Linked DNA regions of Danio rerio: region 2 is linked to region 1. Evidence: chromatin contacts called from public Micro-C data. All regions are on one chromosome and are shown on one strand. Each heading gives the region's core, a stretch centred on a gene start, on an enhancer-like site or on the middle of the called end of the contact. The rest is flanking DNA. Distances are from core to core; before and after follow the strand shown. Region 1 holds the start of kif26ba (kinesin family member 26Ba). Region 2 holds the start of smyd3 (SET and MYND domain containing 3).

Region 1 (2,821 bases), core at 229-2,728:
TCATGGTATGACGTGTTTCTTTACACAATCTGGTTCACTTTACAGTCTCCTTGAATCAAAGGGAAGACACTTTTAGTCAGCAATTAATTCACCCCATTTGGCCAGTCTCACCAATGATCTCAGACACGCGGAGGCGCACTGGAATAACAGAGGATCTGCAACATGCTGCAGTGTGTTACAAAGGTTCAGCACTCCACCCCTCGTGTGCAACACTTCTGTGCGCTTTCAATGGAACAGTCCATGGCATTTTCATTCTCTAGTACATTTTATTTATTGAAGTTGCATTGTATTTTGCCATGAAATCCTGTATGTCCAAGTTTAATAAGCCATTAACGCTGCGTATCCAAAATTACGCACCGCAACACTGGAGTTCATTCATCATCTGACTGCATGCATGATGCATTTCAAAAAGCAGGTCAAAACTGATATCGGGATATACTTAAGGGGGTCAGATATATGTCAGCTTACCTTGCTAGAGTAGGGTCCGGGAATGAGTAGTTTTAACGCCTGCCTCTTCAGCTCCACCAGCCGAGCATTGCAGTTCTCACACCAGATCCCCCGGTCAGAGCCAGGTGAGCTCCCGCTACCCGAGGCTGGAGAACCGGTGCCGAATCCTGGAGATCCTCCTAAGGAACCCGGCGATCCGGTGCTGATTCCAGGGGATACAGTAACAGGTGAGCCGGAGAAAGAGCCTGGGGATGATATTCCTGATCCGGGAGAAGGGGTTCCAGAGGACCCGGGCATAGACCCGGCACCTTCAGGCACCGGGCGGCTGGCACTCCGGGACTCCTCATAAGCCTTTCGGTACCAGGTTTCAGGAGAAAATGATGCTGATTTTGTAGGGGATGAATCGGTCGTCTATAGAGAAAATAAATAGTAATTTTATTGCATGGGATGCATGTGAAAATAAGTGCGCAACATGGTTCAATAAACCGCATTATGCACTTGACATTGACAATAGTTTGTTGTTTTAGTTATTCCACACTTAAAGGTAATCAGCACATGATATTCATATACCCTACCAATATATGACTTCTACAAATAATAATAATAATAATAATGCAATCTTACCCCATGCTTTCTACTCCTGGTCCCAGATCTGTCTTTATTTCCTGTTAGAGAGGTCATGATAAAGCCAAACGAAAAGGGATTGAAAAAATGTTACATCCACAACAAAAAGATCCAAAAAATCTGTCTCAGGTCAGTTCAGTAGCCCCTCTAAAGTCCACTCTCAGCGACTAGTACCATGCTGAAATTTATCCATCTTCCACAGTGGCATTTGCAGAACAAACTGTTGTCCAATCTGAAAATGTTCAGCAGGATAAATCCAGTCCTTACTTATGCTCTCTGAAATGCTGGATCCATGCGCAGCGCTTTAGATTTTACAGCATCCCAGCACAGACGCATTTTTCTATTCATATGGAGTTGTGTGAGGCACAGGCTGACAGTAGATCAGGCTCTGCTGATCTGATCTCTGCGCTGCTCTCACTCCAGAGGAGCGCACACATCTGTCTCTGGGTGAAACGGCCACGCCTCCTCAGCAGCCCGCAGCCAATTAAATGCCTGGGGTCTGCTGACTGACATGTGGGAGAGCGTTGTTTCCCACACGGTAAAATAAATGATATCTAAAACGACCGATTTGAGGTCAAAATTCATTATAGAAAGTCAATTTCAGTTCAATAAAGCCTTGTATTGAAAACTAAGAAATTATATAAATAATTCATCAATTATTAGCGTTAAAATAAAAACAATACAGTATAAAAAATAAACCAATTATAGTACAAAAATATGCAACATATTTTTTTTATAAAAAAATAGTGGTGAACTTAATGAATGCTTTTGCTAAGCCAATTGATGATTAAAAAATAATATACTATTATATAATATAATATGAACTAAAATATTAAAATGTAAGCCAAATAAATTATTGTAAAAATCTTCTTAATATTTTTTAAACAACCTAGTATTACTGAATTTAAAAAAAAAAAAAGTGTCAAGCTACACAGCAAAGATGCAATTTGAGATGTTGAAATACTGAAGAAGAAGAAAAAAACATTTGTACTTAGCAGTATCTGTCAGTGTTACTTAAGTGACCACATGTTGTTTTGCACAGGAATTAATTAACTTGCCAGAATTTAGTTGTTATGCATGTGTAGTAGGAATATGAAGGGACATTTAAGCATGGGTAAATAGCACCACTTACTGCTCACACATGCTCACACCACAGCTTTATAAAAGAGACTAACAATTATAATTAACTTAAAAAAAATAATTTAATATATAACATATTTTTTTAAAGCAAATGCATTTTTTTATTGTACAACATAAAATAAAATACATTTACAAATGTAGTTTAATGAATGTTTTAATTAAATTAATGTTTTTATCATTTATTATTTCATTTTCCTACAGCTTAGTCCCTTATAGAAATTCATTTAAGTTCAATACAGCCATATATAAAAAAATGATCAATTATATCAGTAATTCATCGATTAATAATGTATAGCAAAACATTTTACAGCACTAAAAATAAAACAATTACAGTGCAAAAATATTTAACATACATTTTTTATTAAATAATTTGGTAAAATTAATTCTTTTGTTAAGTCAATTGATGTAAAAATAAACAACAACAACAACATAATGATATCAGAATATTAAAAGGTGAGCCAAATCAACTATTGCAAAATATTCGTAATATTTTTTAAACAGCATAGTGATATTGAATAAGTTAAAAGTGTCAAGCTATACACAGCAAAGATGCAAATTGAGATGTTGAAATATTGAAGAAGAAAAAAACATTTGCATTTAGCAATAATTG
Region 2 (2,899 bases), core at 205-2,704, 550 kb before region 1:
TTTCAATGACGAACCGTTTCCCTCTTTAAAGTTTTGTGGCCCCTGCTTAACATCATATTTTCATTTTTTTGAGCCCTAAAAAGTTCACAGTAACATCTCTTCAATTAATCTGTAATATTATATATGTCCTCTAAAAAAAAAAAGTCTAAGATGTCTAACTTTGTAGTTTTAATTTCGCTCAGTAGTATTTATATTACATATATAAAATTAATTTATTTAAAATTGTCAACCTAACAAATATATACACGCCTTCTTTATCCAAATTGAATTTACTACCCTTTTGTTATGTTTGGGATTTTTTTTTTTTTTTTTGCATAAATCTGTTAATAAACCTCAGTCCTGATCAAGCCCACCACTATATTGCTTAGAATATTACAGGATTTTAACTCTTCTTGCCAAATTCATAAATGACGTCACTGATCTGGTGAAAAAAAAACAGACAAAATTACTTATTTCTAATATAAAATGTAATTGTGTACTAAATTTGCCCAGAGTACAATGCTTATTTAAAAATAAATAAATAATTAAAAGCATTTTCTCAAAACAAGATGTCACCAAAAATCATTTTACTAGCCAAAACAGAAAGTTATGGCCATAGAGTGGATGAAAACATCCTCAACAGTACATAAGGATTAAAATGTACTTAAATTATAGTTTATAAAAACTGCAATTACAAAAAAAAAACAGTATCCCGCAGATAAAATATTCTATAACTGAACACTAAATATATATATTATACATTCCCTGGGTGTAAATGACTGTGGGAACTCTGTTATGCATCATTATTTAACAAAAATTTCCAAAGTTCTCTCCAAGTAACATTTCAACATTAATATCTTATATTATTGCACATAAATGTGATGAGCACATTTTTGACGACACTGAACATCATCTTAAACCTTGATATGACTATAATCCTGTCTACATCAGACGATACACCATTACAGTTAGCAGAATACGTAACTATTAGGCTCCTCTGCTCAAATAAACATTTGACATGGCTGACTGCTGACTACACATTTACACTATTTTAACCCAAACTAACCTCAAATGATGCAGTTTTTGTCCGCGGGATCTACATTAATGTAGCACATTGAAGCTGCGTAACACGCGAGTCCGTGACATTGAGCTCCGCGTGCTGTTGACCTGCAGTTTGCGCAATCCCATTGGTGAGGCGCACAATCTACGTCATGTCTCCGCGACGTCTAAACATCTTCATGCAAATCAAAACTGCGTCATTTATACGCATTTTGAAATATGTTATCATTGTTTTATTTGATTTACAGGTGCAATTATGATTCATTTTGTCACGAAACGCTCATATATATGTAGACGCCATCTTAATAAACCAAGTTGTTCAGTGAAAACATTCTTTTTTTGAGCATGAGATTGTTTTAAAGAAGCTGCGTAATGGCGCGTAAAGTTGACTGTCATAAATACAAACAGAGCGTTCATATGTACCGTGAACAAACACATGGACGGTCACTGCAGATGATATTTTTATGAAATGATGGAGGCTGTGATTATGGAGAGGTTTATAAGTGAAGGTAAAGGCAATGGTTTGCGTGCTCTGCGTGAAATTAAACCCGGTGAGGTGATTTATTCATGCAAGCCGTTTGCGTTCTGCGTAGCAAGAGATTTCCTGAAAACTGCCTGTCAAAGTTGCCTCAAGAGGTAAGAAGACCACATTTTTATGCTCTGAATTTTTGTTTTGTTAGAAAAAAATCGCTAGAATACAATTTATACTTTAAGTTACAGCCGGTCAATGATTTATTCTCAGGTTTGTCAATGTCTAAATGTGTTTGGTGCTCAGAAAAGTTAGGCATATACTGCACTGTACGTATATGAATGCATTAATATGGACACTTTTCAATGTGTTGACCACAATATACAATTCTAACACATTTTTGATTGTGCTTTGCTATTAAGTATTTTTATTTAGTAAATTTCTATTTTATTTAACGTTTTGTTACAATATTCCTTTTTTATAATGAATATACTACAATATTTATTTATTTACAAATCATTTTTTATTTTGAATTATTCTAATATGTATTTATTGAGTTTCAATTGTTTTTACTTTTGCACAATATTACAGGCTAACATGTTTTTTTTTACGTTTTGTTAAATTATTTTTACTTAAAATAAGTTTTTCATGATCAATATACTACCATTTTTTATTTATTTATTTACAAATTACGTAATGATTTTTATTTACATTACTTTATGCATTATTTGTTTCAATTGTTTTTATTTTAGCAAAAATTTGACTCACTAAATTGTTGCTAAACGTTTTACATTATATTATGTTTTTCATAATCTAATATTAATATACTGTCTATATATCTTAATAGTAATATAACATTACACTATATAATACATATATAACACACACACCCACCTTACACTATACAATTCTAACATGTTTTTGAACGTATTTTGCTTTGTTTTTTTTCAACCGGCTAACATTTTAAAAAAATATTTAGTTACAATTTTATATTTTTCGTAATCAATATACTACTATATTTATTCATTTATACGCATTCTTATTTTTTTTTTAACATTACTCTAATATGTATTTATTTTGTTTCGATTGTTTTTATTTTTGCACAATATTTTGGGCTAAAATGATTTGAGCGTTTTGCTACAATATTATGTTTTTCATAGTCAATAAACTACTATATTATTTATTTTTTATTTATTTATTTATACATTTCCGTAATTAGTTTGTTAAATTTACATTACACATTATGTGTATTTTTTATTGTTTTTATTCTTTTTAGTTGATCAAATTGCTAAAATATTGCTAAACATTGTTACATTACATTTTTCATAATCTACTGCTAATGTCCTCTCTATATATTTTAATAGTAATATAACATTACACTATATATACAGT

What was found. A called contact is a pair of places that touch in the nucleus more often than the background predicts.
Region 2: a contact with region 1 is called in a Micro-C map of caudal fin, with 18 times the contacts expected there. The contact joins the promoter of smyd3 here to the promoter of kif26ba in region 1. A contact is called at or near these places in 6 of 18 Hi-C or Micro-C datasets (caudal fin, embryo, hematopoietic stem cells and 1 more) and 2 of 4 datasets of contacts at active chromatin or transcription factors (caudal fin and embryo).

What each region holds. Positions count from the first base shown.
Region 1 is chr17:12,703,391-12,706,211 of GRCz12tu, reverse strand. It overlaps kif26ba (kinesin family member 26Ba), which reads right to left and starts at 1,478. Exons shown (of 15, transcript XM_692940.11): 1 at 1,072-1,478; 2 at 469-858. The coding sequence starts at 1,128.
Region 2 is chr17:13,257,925-13,260,823 of GRCz12tu, reverse strand. smyd3 (SET and MYND domain containing 3) reads left to right here and starts at 1,454. Exons shown (of 12, transcript NM_001423732.1): 1 at 1,454-1,674. The coding sequence starts at 1,511. It overlaps tfb2m (transcription factor B2, mitochondrial), which reads right to left and starts at 1,157. Exons shown (of 9, transcript NM_001113617.2): 1 at 1,046-1,157.